Regions from separate parts of the Mus musculus genome. Here region 2 is linked to region 1. The links are chromatin contacts, called in public HiChIP or PLAC-seq maps. All regions are on one chromosome and are shown on one strand. The core of a region is the stretch at or near the end of the contact, and the rest is flanking DNA. Distances in the headings are between cores, read along the strand shown.

Region 1 (6,062 bases), core at 1,866-4,365:
CGCCATGACCTCTGGCCATCAAGGCAAGAGACCCTTCAAGCCCCTCCTCTCCCTTCCTCTCTGTCTCTTCCTCTGACCTTGGACTTGGCCCTTATTTTGCCTGCTGATCCTGATGCTGTTTCTTTGCACACAGCCCTTGACAGTGTCCCAGCTCTCAGACAGCTGCAGGATAAGGTGGGGCAGGAAACCTGACCACAGGTGAGGAGACTCAGAGGCAGAGAGCTGCAATGTGCATCCAAGGTCACACAGGTGGCCAGGAGTGGAGTTGGGTGCTCTTTCTTTGATTCTGAAGGCAACACACTGGGACACTCAGGGTCCACACGGGCCACCATTGCTTCTTTTGTGAGGTCTGAAAGAGCCCAGCAGGGCCTCCCAATGCTCTTAACACGGAGCCCAGAGACAGAAAGCCACCCCTGTTGGGGACAGCGTACCTATCACCTCTCAGGTTTCTGTCTTGGGTCTGACCTCATACCAGAGGGGCTAGATGGCTCACAAAGAGGTGCCAACAGTTCCAGCTGCGTGACCTTGGTTGGTGGCTTCTTGTCTCTCACCTGAGACATGGGGACGCTAAGGATAATTGCACAGAAGTAATGTGTACAGGGCAAAGAGCTCTGCAGATGCTAGCGGGTGTGACATTTACTAGTGTTCCCACTAAGACTGGGTGACGGGAGTGGAGGGCAGGCTGTGGAGGAGGGGTGGATGTCTCAGGCTCTGCACACTAAATCACAGGTAGCTTTTCTGTCCTCATCTGGAGCCAACTTGGAGGCTACTGAAGGAATTCCGGCTTTCAGATGCCACATGATAGTGGGCTGGCTTCCTGGTTCCAGAAAGGGCTAGTGGGCTTTGCCGGCTGCTGGTGGTCTGACCAATGGGCAGCCACTGCACCTACCCCCACCCCTGTCTTCCCTCCCTACTCCAGGCAGCCTTCTCTGCAGACCATCAATCACCACAGATGGCCTTGTTCAGTCCAATCACTGCTCTTCGGGAACATGGGCTGACCCACCCCTCAGGCCTTCAGGAAGCTGAGGTGGCCACTCAGGATCCACAGTCCTTCTGGCCTCATAGTCAGTTCCCCAGGGTCCTCTCCCCAGGGCTCCTAGGGCCACCTTTGCTTCTTGAAGCTGAGAGGGCAACATAGTGTCTGCAGAGGTGCAGCAGCTATGCCCACTGCTGTCTTACATGTGACTCTGTCATTCACCTGTGGGCACATTCCAGGGCACTGTGTTGACAGGCATTTGGGTCCTATGCACCTGTCAACTGCACTCCTGGGGCATCCCACATGGGTATATAGTACACCAGGGTAGCTGCTGCAGGTTCCTGTGTGTGTGAGGGCTGCAAGCATGTGGGGGCAGGCTATACTCACTGGGGTGTGCATAGAACGGGGTCTTAAGAAGCCAGAGATGCATGCTGTGTGCACAGAGGCCAGATCTCATCTGTTGGTACAGGCATTGTGTGTTCACATGTATGATCTGAACATGTATGATGCACTACTTGTGGGTTCTCTATTAGTCCATGTGTATGCAGGAGTGAATCTATGCACAGGCATGCACCCTCGCTCACGACTGGGTTGTGAAGGTGGATAAATGGGAGGCCATTAGCATCCTCTCCTAGTCCTCCTCCCTCTGCGGACTCCCCAGACCGCAGCCCCTCCTTGCCACTGCTCCTTCAAGGAAGTTACCAGGCGGAAGCCCCAAGCTCAAAGGCCTGCGCTCCAAGCCCCCTCCTACTGCACACGTCAAAAGAGAGAATTTCTCCGGATGGCAACCGCCCGCTCTGGGAAATGCCCCAAACGTCAGCTCTGCCTCCTCCTAGCGATGTGGAGAGCAATGCCCAGTGGAGGGGAGCCCCTTCTACACTGCTAAGGCTCAGCCTCACAATGAGACCCTCTACTCTCAGCTCTGCTGGTGACTGGCCTACTCACTTACCCTTCTGAAGGTCGAGCCAGGCTCAGCCTTTGAGGGGACCTCCCTTGACGGGGGTCGGCCAGCTGAAGGGTCCCCTCCCCACTCAGTATGTGGAGCAGAGGTCAGCTACTTGGCTTAAAGGGGGTGGCTGCCAGCACCTGACGACCATAGGAGGGAGGTTCAGGTCCTGCAGGGAGGCAGGGAGGAGCCCCAGGTGTCTCAGTACTCAGAGGGGCCACCTAAGCAAGCAGGCTGATGAGGAGCTGTGCTTCCGGGCTTAAAGTGCCAACTCCACCATCCATCTAGCATGACTGCTGCAAAATGGCCTGGCCACCCACTCTTGCCCCTGCCTGCCACGGAGGGGACTTGGGACACATCCCTGCCACCACCTGCCTGGCTCTCCTCATCCAGTAGATCCCTGTATACAGCAGCCCACCATCAAAGAGACCCTTCATAGGGGCCTCCCCTTGCAGCTTTCCTGGGACACCTTCCAGTACTCTATGTCTCCCAGGGACCAGGCTCAAGAGGAGACTGGTGTCCCTGCTGACCGGCTGCCACCACTAGCCCTTGCATAACATCCTGGGGGCATGTGCAGTCTGGAGGCCACCAGCATCCACCTGAGACCCTGCATCCCCTCCTACGGGGCTCTTTGCTCCGGTCCCCAGCCCCCACCCCAACCCCTCACCCTAGAGTGTCCCTCAGCCCGGGCTCCCAAGCATCCCCAGCTGCCTCCAGATAAACAAGCCAAGCTCCTACCACCCCCCTCCTCCCGCCGCCACCATCAGCACTGGGGGAAAAAAACGGGAAATGCAATCAAATCAAATCAAATCAAAATAGGTGAGGGAGGAAGGGGAGAGCGGGGCCGGGCGCTTTTTATTTTTTATTTTCTCATGCTTGGATGAGGGGAGAGATGCCGGTTACTTACTTGGCTAAGGCAATCGCCAGCGATCGGTTCGGGTTCCAGGCGGGCAGCCCGTAATCGCGGTGCGGCAGCTGGCGCCGCGCTGAGCCCAGCCCGCGCGCCCGGTCCCTGCGCAGACTGTACCATCGCTCCCGAGGCTGGGGGGGAGGGGGGGCGCGGCCGCCGGGGGAGGGGCGCGAGCGCGGACCGAACCACCCCGCGCCTGGGAGCGCGGCTCTGGGCATCGCTCCCACGGGACGCATCCGCGGCCGCCCGCAGAGCCCTAGGGAGAGGCCCGTTCCCCTCGCACAGGAGGCCGTGTCAAGGGCACGCGAAGGGGAGGGTCAGAGCCCAGCCCAGGACGAGCAAGGGGGCGGTGAGAGCAAAGGAGGAGGCATTGTTTTTATGTGCCTTCCCTAAGTCACTTCCTACTTTGTTAGATAGGGTCGGGGCTTCCAGGCTCCCTGGATGCAGACAGGATGGCTCTATACCTGGAAGAAAGACTGCACAAGGGAGAACACCTAAATGCACCTATGGTGACAGGGTCTATGGAACAGACTCTCCAGCCAGCTGCTGGATGTCACTGTCTACACCCCTCTGCAGCCCCACAAGCTGCCTGGGTGTGCTCACCTGCTCCAGGGTGGGGATGGGTCCAGTCAGGAGAACCCTTGAAGAGGCCATTTCTCTGTCGGAGTGTTAGCACATTCCCAGTATCTGCCAAGGTATCTGTGAGGAGTTGGGGGTGACCGCACTGGACTAGTGCGTCTGTGGAGTCCAGAGTGATCCCATTTTGGAGTCCGAGGGAATGGACTCTCCCATCCAGCTGCTCACTACCTTCTCTCTCATCTCACAGGGCAGACCTGTGGACTCCTCTTTAATTCCAGACAAGGTGGGGCTAAGGCCCGGATAGCCAGGTGAGGGAGGGGGGTCTCATTGAATGAGGTGTCTCTCTCTCACTTCCTCCACTAGCCAAGGTGCCCTGTGGCCATGCCTCCCCACACCTCAGGAGTGGCGTCCTGCTTGGATGTGTGTGGCCTATAGAAGGACCTTCAAGGCCGGCATGGTGGAACACCTGTCAGCCTGAGTGGGTGCAGGAGGGGCAAGGCAAGGGGAGGGGAGTGCCCTTAGAGCCAGGTCCAGAAAAAGCTGCCTCCCTGCCTCCTTCCCCACCCCCATCTCTGCCCACCTAGGAGCCGCCCGCCCGTCTTTCCCAGCGAGCGTCCTGTTGCTGCTCCATCTCCGCCTGGCACGGAATATCAATTTGTCTCGTTAAGCTGAAAGTCTGCACTGCACCAAATTCAGAACCCGCCACACAGAGGGGCCGAGGAAGGAGAGAGCCAGAGCAGAACCCAAGGCAGGGAGGGCCCTTGAGCAGGACCACACCACCATCACCAACTGCTAGACAGTTCAGAGGGTCCCATATACCCCAGCCAAGCAGGGTCTCTCTCTCTCTCTTCTCTCTCTCTCTCTCTCTCTCTCTCTCTCTCTCTCTCTCTCTCTCTCTGTGTGTGTGTGTGTGCGCGCGCACATGTGCATAAGGGGTGGGGTGCTAAGACTCTAAGGATGTCCACCAGGCCTGATGGTTGCCCATGTAACACCTTCCTAGGGTTCCCATGGGGCAGCCCTGGGCCTCATGTCAATAGACCAAGCTGGAGCCCCTCAAAACAGCCTTATCTCTGTTTCCTCTTGAAGCTGTAGATGGGAATATCACCCCTCCTGGGGTTATTCTGGACGCATCTTGGTAAGACTTCTAAGTCACCACGGTCCCTATGAATCCCTCCCCAGGACCAAGCTGGGAGGCTGTAGGCCAACCTGCCCCCACCAGGTTAGAGAAGCCATTAAGGCCCAATGGTTCAGGGAGGCAGGCCCAGAGGGCATCAGGTGAGAGGCCTCTGCAGCCCACTGTGTGTGCAGGAGCCTGCCACTGTGCTTCCCTACCTCTGGGGCAAGATACATTTTCCCCTAGTGAACAGAGAACCCTGGCAGGAGTGGGGGGACTGGCTGGGGCCCACTGATTTCCACAGTTATGTCCTCTCCTATGTCAGATACAGAGCCTCCTACAGATTAGGAAACCACAGCTCCTTGCACCCTAGGGACTACTGTGAACACTTAGAGGGGAAAACTGCATGTGGCTGTCGGGGGTAAGTTACACAGCCACCTGGATAAACTGTCCCTGTGACTGAGGTTGTGAGTCCCAAGCCCAGGCTGCCTACAAGTAGGGGGTATGCTCCGCAGGGACCCCAGTACTTATCTACCTCAAAAGACTGACCTGGAACTGCCCGGTGACTTCCATGGAGACATGCTGGCTTCACTCACAGACGCTCAATCACTTGCAGATTTTTGCTTCTTGGAGTCCAAGACCAGCATCTAACAGAAATGGACCCAAATAGCTATCTCTTTGGCAAGCCAGGCTCTGTGTCCTTCCATCTTTGAGTGTGCATCCCCGTGGCTTCTAGTATCTGCTCATCCTGCAAAGCTGTCCTCGGCTGCTGCTTTGCCAGACAATTCTGCTTAGTCCCACATACTCAGTTCGTACCTCTGTCTCATCTCTGACCATTTCATGCTGTGATGGTCTACAGGTCTATGCCTCTCACTGGGCTGTGTCTGTATCAGATGGGTCCCTACGGCCCTATATGCTAGATGCCACCATGTTACAGATGCAATAAAGGCCTGAATGAATCACTGCTGTGTGATTTTGGCCTACCAAGCACCAGACCCAGCAAGACCCTTGGAAACTGGATCTCCTACAGTACAATGGCCCAAGCTGAGGCTCTAAAGGAAAAGCTAGAGATGCTTTGCTTAACCATGTCCTTGAGGGTAGGAGGGTAGCCACAGATACTGCCCTGGACCTTAGGCTGTCTCTTCTGGCTGTGGCTACTTCTAGGTCACTGTGTTGCCCTTCCAGGATACGTTAGGAACGGGGGTCTGGACAAGCTGGAGCATTGAGCAATCAGACAAACAAGGCATCTATGTTGCAACCCTGTGGAGGTTGGACATGACATGAGGGCCACCCACAGGGAGCATGGCACATAGATAGGTGACCAGCTGAGAATGTCACCAACAGCTTTTCATCCAGCCTGAGTTGGCTCATGGTGGACCTGGTCTGAGGGTCGGGACAGGGCAGGGGTGATAAGTAGGAAGGACAGGAGAGCAGCTGATGACTCCAGAGTTTGATTGGTTACGCTGGGATTCTAGGACCAGAAGAAGGGGTGAATGGGGGAGATCAGTCTGCTGGAGTCATAAGCCAATGGACTCCT
Region 2 (6,838 bases), core at 3,657-6,156, 190 kb after region 1:
TCATGTAGGTATTCCTTTCTTTTTTACAGTCACTTATTTTTTTTCATTAAAGCACCTGCTGTATACCTCGAGACCAAACCTGAAAGTATAAGAGTGGACCATTCCCGGCTTCAGCATCTGGGGCTTTTACTCCGAGAGAGGGACAGGCACAATCAGGATTTGTGCTCCCAAAAGTTAGTGCAAGGAGCCTTCATAAAAAAAAATCTAGGAAGATGTCTGGGAACAGGATGACTGTAACTCATCTCCATTCTGCCCTAACCAGTATTCTCCAAAGCTCTGCCACTCTTGGGAGGGTTGTGGCTGGTGTCTTGCTGTTCCCTCCTGCTTCTCTCCTTCCTGAGGGTCACATCAAAGGGCCCTGTGGGTGACCACACGGGCATCAGCACTCAGGATGTCCCTCAGGTAGTTCTGAGACATTATTCCCTACGCACAAGTATCGATGACGATGGTGACAACCGTAACAGCAGCAACTTTCAGTGATGGCTCAGCTTCTTCCAGATGCTATGCTAAGAACTACCTATTCCAGGGGCTGGCAGGATGGCTCAGTTGGTGAAGTGCTTGCTGGGCAAGCATGGGACCCTGAGTTTGAATCTCTGGCTTCATGTAAAAAGTCATCTGTGGTGGCACATATATGTAATTTCAGATCTGGGAAAGGGGTGAGAGGAGGATTCCTAGGGCTCGCTGGCCAGCAATCCCAGCCCATCAGTAAACTCCTAGTTCAATGGCCGAGCTTGTCTCAAAATAAAAAATGGGAAGGGACTGAGGGTGACGCTGGACCTCGATGTTCCATATGCACAGGCACAAAAACCCCACCTAATCTTTACGCCTGTCTTCAGACATGGGACACTCTCCCACCCATTGTACAGGGAAGAAAAAAATCAAGGCTTGTTGAAGTGAGGCTGGAAAGAATGTATCCAGTCACTCCATCTACGGCTGCTTGTGAGCCATTCCAAATTCCCAGCTTCCCACTGCTCACCTAAGCTTCTACCAGAGCTCAGCCAGCTTGTTCCAGAGGCTAGACCCCACAAATGTTTCCTACTATGGACAAAGTCTCAGTTTACTTTGGTTGTAACAGAACAGCCTAGACAGGGTAATTTATAAACAGTGAAGGTTTATCTGGCTCAGGGTTTTGGAGGCTGAAGCCCAGGAGCCTGGCGAGAAAGGCAAGTGAGGGTGTAAAGCATTGAGGCAGGAAGTCACCACTGCAGTTACAGTGACAATTTAGTCACAGAGCAGAACCCTCCGTCAGGGCCGTCACTTCTTAGCGATGCTACCCCACCTCTTGATCCTGTTCCTGTGGCAACTGAGTTTTAAAATGGGGTTGGCAGGGACATTCATAAAAGAGCGGCCACTCCACTCCCTTCAGGGGAGGTGGCTGTGTTTGGGAGCCAGAACTTCCCTAAGCTATGAAGCAGGTAAATGCAGACCTGGTTGTCCTAAGGATGAGGATCGTCCCGTGACTCTCGTACCCCAAGGGTTCATGCTCAACTGCCGTGTCATATGTCACCTCCTTTCCCAATACCTGGCCCAATAATGTCTGCAGCTGCACTTCCACAGCCCAGATGTAGTTTGGTTTTGATGAATGTCTAGGATCTTCCTGTCATACGTACAAGCCTGAGCGGCCCCTGAGCTGCCCCTGGAGGTGGTGGTGAACATGGGGACCTCATCTGACCTGGAGAAGTAGAGCGGCTCTGTGACCCCACTTCCTCCACACCAAGAGTGTACTGGCCCCTCCCACTTCCCCCACACCCAATGTGCACCTCCAGCCCTGTGTGTCATCCCTTCCATTTCCTCTGAGTTAGCTCCTCTCTATCTGACCACCTTCACTGCCTTCAACAGCCCAAGGCTCCTTCATCCTTTTATCCTGCAAACCCACACCCTTCCTAAGAGCAGGGACTCTGTTGCCCATGTTCCCAGAGTCCAGAACAGAATCTGGGCTGGAGAGATGGATCAGTGGTTAAGAGCATGTGTTGTTCTTGCACAGAACTTGAATTTATCAGCATCCACTTTAGATAGCTTGCAACCAGAGAATCTTACATTGTCTTTTGGCCTTAGAGGGCAGTTCCACACACATGTGCAAGCACACACACATACATGTAGATATAAATTAGATTTAATTCTAAAACATAATAGAGCAGAGTACCTGAGATTGGATCATTTATTAAAACAAAACAAAACAAACAATCCCATCCCTTTACCTGGTAGTTTTGGAAGATGGGGTCCCAGGTAATGGGGCTGCAAAGGACAGGAGCCTTCTGCAAGGTCCATAGGTGACAGAGCACTGCTTGGTGAGGAAGCAAGAGTGCCTGACAGGGCTCACTCTCTTAAGAAAGCCATTCCTGAATGGCCCACAAGCCTGTTAGTACTCCACGAGGGCAGAGCCCCCAGGACCCATTAATCTTCCAGAGGCTTCCCCTCCAAACAGCATGACTGTGTGACCTTCCAAGACATGACAAACACTCAAGTCATATAACAGGAGCTTGGCAAATGTTTGCTGAGTGAGTTAGTTCACCCTCTGGCCCTGACCTCACCTCATCCTGCCCCTTTTCCATCTCCTTCTCCTCACCTACCTGAGTGCTGTCACACTGGCTGTGACTGCTGTCCTGAGATCTGCAACAGTGGTCACCTAGAGCTCCCCAGCTCCTAAAGGGAGCCCCTTGGTGACAGAAGCCCTGTTGGAGTGGCACCCCAGTCCTTGCTCTCTACTGCTGTCTTCTACAGAGTATGGCTATCATGGACATCAGACTTGGCCATGGAGTAGGTGCAAACACATGCATGTCTGGGTTGCACGTCCAGTTTCTCTGGGGAAGGGACCTGAAAATGGGCATTTCTAGAATGTTCCTAGGGCAGACTGTCACTGCTGGCCTAACAGCTGCACGAATCACTGACCTAGAAAAATACACAGCACAGGCAGGAAGAGAACTTAGTGTATCATCTCTTGAGTTTGCTGACCTCCTGCCTGCTCTCTGCAGGCTTTGGGGATGGGAGGACAGTCACCTCAGAAAGGACTCGGGTGAGAACAGCATGTGCTGAGGCCAGAGCTGTGCAGTGGGCTCTGTCAAGTGAGGAGACCCTAAGTCGTCATCCGTGTTCCCTTTGCAAATCCTGAGAAAGTTAATTATCTGACCTTGAAGCATCGGGTCGCTGACCTTCCATGGACTGGCCCCCACTTGTCCGTCTTACAAAGCACATGATAAATAGAGGCCCAGAGCGATTTCTCTGGGAGGTTTTGTGTCCGTATTTTAATAACCGTTGAGCAGCGCCATGGGAGCCAATTACAAAACTAGGACAGTTCCCCCTCCCACCCTGAGCCACTCAGTGCCTATCTCTGAGAAGTTGTGGGTGGCTAACACTGACAGGTCCGGAAGGGCTCTGACACAGTTTCCCCAAGCAGGTGCAGTGGGAACAATTTGAAACTTTGTTCCAATAAGGCAGAAGTCATGGTGTCCCTGAATCCTGCCCTCCTCTTTAACCAGCTTCCCTGGCTAAAACTGAGTTTCTCTTGGAGTCAAAACATGGCAAGGGGGTGGGATTGGAGGCACCAGCACTGGTAATTTCCACTTCTGTCACCATGCCACCATCCCTGCTCTCTCTGGAGACCCAGGGTGGGATCTATGCTGTCCTGCTGTGCAGGGCCTGAGGTTAAAGTTTGGGAAAGCGCTCTGTCTATGAACTTCTTGGGAATGGTCTCGGCTTCTGGATTTCTTTCCCCACAATGTGAAGGTCCCCATTCTAGATGTGTAACTCCACCCCTCCTCAGAGGCCTGGATCCTGCTGAAATCAAGATGCGGCATCTCTGGTGACCAGATATAGAGTCACCACTAATCCCAACACTAGGTCACTCATGGAATTTTGAGACTGTGGGTCCAGTGACTGCCAGTATTCTGACATGCTGGCTGTACATTATTTCAAATGGCTCTCTCAGAAAGGCTGGTCCAGCCTTGGACTTTGCCAACCATTGTGTCTTTAGAGCTAGGTTCATAGAGCATGCTCAATATACAGTGAATGAATGAATGTTCCTTGTTATGGCAGAAGCATGTTACCTAGCTGGGAACTTTGGCTCCTATCCTGCTGACCACTGTAGGGAAGTGGCTACTGGCCACTTTTCTATGTCAGAATGACTCACCTGGAAGGAAATTACCCTGTTCAAGGCCATACAATGATGGGATCTGGGCTGGGGGCGGGGGGGGGGTCTGTGTTCAGGCCTGTGGGGATGGTTATCCGCTGACAGCTCAGACTCAGATCACTGCAGAGAGCAGGAACCTTGGAAGACATGATCTATGGTGACAGAGTACGCTAGGCAGGCTCGACTTGGAGGTCAGGCAGCATGGGGTGTCTATTGAGAGAGACCTACATCAGTGTCCTTAGAGGGAGAGGGGAGTCCGGGAAATGGTCCTAGGCTGACCTTGGGGAAGGACTAGAAGAAAATGCTTAGTTTCCAGGGCTGGGGAGGGGCCCTGACAGACTGGGCAGAGCCAGCCAGGAAGGGCAATCTTCAATGACCCCCACCAGAATTTATGAGGCAGGTGGCTGCCTTGGTCCTGCTGCTTGGATAGGTTCATCAGGGCTGATGTAAGGAATGAATGAAGATGTCCTGCACTAAGGTGCAGGTCTACTGTGTGGTTAGTGTCTGGTCAGGGGAAGAACAGATGTGACAGGACCCCAAGGGATAAAGTGCATCTGCCTATTGCACAGAGCATTCTGGAAAGCCGTGGGCACCCTGACTCTAGTGGGCTCCCAGGGCTGAGACAAGGGTGGGTGGCAAATCTGCATTCCAGGCTGACTGGGGTCACTCCGGGACAGCGGAGGTTGTGGGAAAATAGAGGCACTTAGCCAGCAGTGCCTCCTCCACACTGCAGGGACTTGGTGTCCTTAAAACCAGGACAAGCCTGCCACCCAGTGCTGTCCTGGATCATAACAGCAGCCTGCAGTGTGGCTGCCACCCTGTGCCTGGCCTGAGAGTGCAGCTACACACTGAAGACTCTGATGACCTAGGGTTACCAACCATTCTCTCCCCAAAGCATGTTTTTACCCCAGTTCACCACTCCAATAGCCCAGAGCCATTCTACAGAAGAAAGGCAGGCATTCAGCCTGGTCCTTCCACTCCTGGAGGCAGTGGCGTTTGCATTAGGTATGGTGTGCCTGGCCATATTTTAAGGTGTTATTCTTATGGTTACTGTATGTTCTGGAATGTTGTATAATGTACAACTTGTTAAAGTCTCTATCTTTTGTTGTTTTGTTTTTGTTCTTGAGACAGATAAACAGCCTGGGCTGGCCTTAAACTTACAATCCTGTGTCAGCTTTCCACATGCTGGGATTAAAGGTATGCCTGGCTTATTCATATATATGTATATATTCAGATATGATGTATGTCATTTATATTCCACAGTAATAGCTAATCATAAAAATATGATAAACATGGCCATGTCTTACATAACAATGTTTCTATATAGGGGACCACCCATGTGTCAGCGCCTCTGTGACATTGTATCACACCTAATGACATCATACACATTTTAGTTTGCACATGTATATTCCTGGATGTTTTCATAACCTATGTCTTAAACGTAGTTATTACTATCACCAGGCCATGTGACTGCGATTAAGACAAAATCTTCACACAGACCCATGACCAAGGAACCCCACCTCACAGATGGCATTTCTGAGATGCAGAAAGGTTGATCCTTGGTCGTGGGTCAGAGTTAGGATCTGCATTTGGGTCCCAGGAAGACAGGAGTCCCTGGGGTCCAGTTCCCTAGCTGCTCTGTCACAGATATGCCCTGTCTTCAGAAGGCCTCTGAAAGAGCCCCGAGAGAGGAGAGTCAGATTTCCCCCACGTAGTCACAGTTTACAAGGAATCCCCTGGACTCAGAGTTACAGTTGGGTGTGAGTCACCAAACTTGTTCTGATATTGAACCCAGGTCCTCTGCAAGAGCAGCAAGTGCATCTAACCACTGAGCCATCCCTCCAGCCCCCTTGACTCTCTCATCGGTAAACCTCTGCTATCCTCTGGCTCCCATTGCTGTGGTTTGGATCTGCCCTGCCCTCCTGTGTGTTAAAGGCCTGGTTCCCAGTCTGGGGGCTACTGGAAGGAGGTGGGACTCTTAACAGGTGGGGCTAGGAGGGAAACAGATCTCTGAGCATGTGCCTGTGGAGGGGCCTGAGGGACACTGGTTCCCCCACTTCTTTTACTTCCCAAGCAGGATGTGAACTATTTAACTTCCTGTATAGAACACTCCCATCATTGCCACCTGGAGCCCTCAAATGAGGCCTGAATGCCATAGAGGTGCCTGGCACAGACTGAGGCCCCCATAACCATGGGCCAACCATGGACCACGTCTTTCTTCATAAGTCAACATCTTAGCCCATGTCATGATGAAGTAAGAGTCCAATATATTCACCCTCAGGATGACTCCCAGATTTCTAAAGCTCCATCTCATTGAAAGTCCTTGTAAGTGGATCTAAAAGTGCTTTGTGCATTGATGCTTGATTGGACGAATTGTGGGCAGGTGGACCAAGCCAAGAGGCCAGAGGGGCAAGTGGAAAGAAGAGAGCAAGAGAGGGAGGAGGGAGAGAGGACAGGGAGAAGAGAGAAGGAAAGGAGGGGGAGGAGGAAAATGAAGGAGGGAGATGGAAGGGGAGAGGAGGGAACTGGTGCTCATGGAACACCTGACCTAGGACCCTCAGCACTGCCTGTGGGTGGCCATCATTTCTGTAACTTGAAGCATGAGGTGACAAGGACTCCTCCTGCACCAACCAGCTGGAAAGTGACATAGCCAAGATTTAAAGGGAGCTTAAATCCTTGCTTCTCAGTGTGGAGTCCCCTGTTTTTCCTCAG

Evidence for each region. HiChIP or PLAC-seq counts read pairs in DNA pulled down with a chosen protein or histone mark.
Region 2: a contact with region 1 is called in an H3K4me3 HiChIP or PLAC-seq map of forebrain, with 5 times the contacts expected there. The contact joins the enhancer-like site here to the promoter of Atp2b2 in region 1. A contact is called at or near these places in 1 of 15 datasets of contacts at CTCF or cohesin (pro-B cells), 9 of 484 Hi-C or Micro-C datasets (8-cell embryo, B cells, bone marrow-derived dendritic cells and 5 more), 6 of 115 datasets of contacts at active chromatin or transcription factors (embryonic forebrain, embryonic midbrain, embryonic stem cells and 2 more) and 2 of 9 other capture datasets (embryonic stem cells and pancreatic islet).

The regions. Positions count from the first base shown.
Region 1 is chr6:113,888,424-113,894,485 of GRCm38.p6, forward strand. It overlaps Atp2b2 (ATPase, Ca++ transporting, plasma membrane 2), which reads right to left and starts at 3,116. Exons shown (of 20, transcript NM_001036684.3): 1 at 2,830-3,116.
Region 2 is chr6:114,071,900-114,078,737 of GRCm38.p6, forward strand. No RefSeq gene overlaps it. Among named protein-coding and RNA genes, the nearest start is that of Gm36023, 19 kb to the right of the region's middle. Within about 2 kb of position 4,907, at least 16 of the 459 cell types and tissues checked have an H3K27ac peak or open chromatin away from gene starts, as enhancers often do. A contact at or near this core is called in cerebellum, cerebral cortex and cortical neurons, where this site is marked.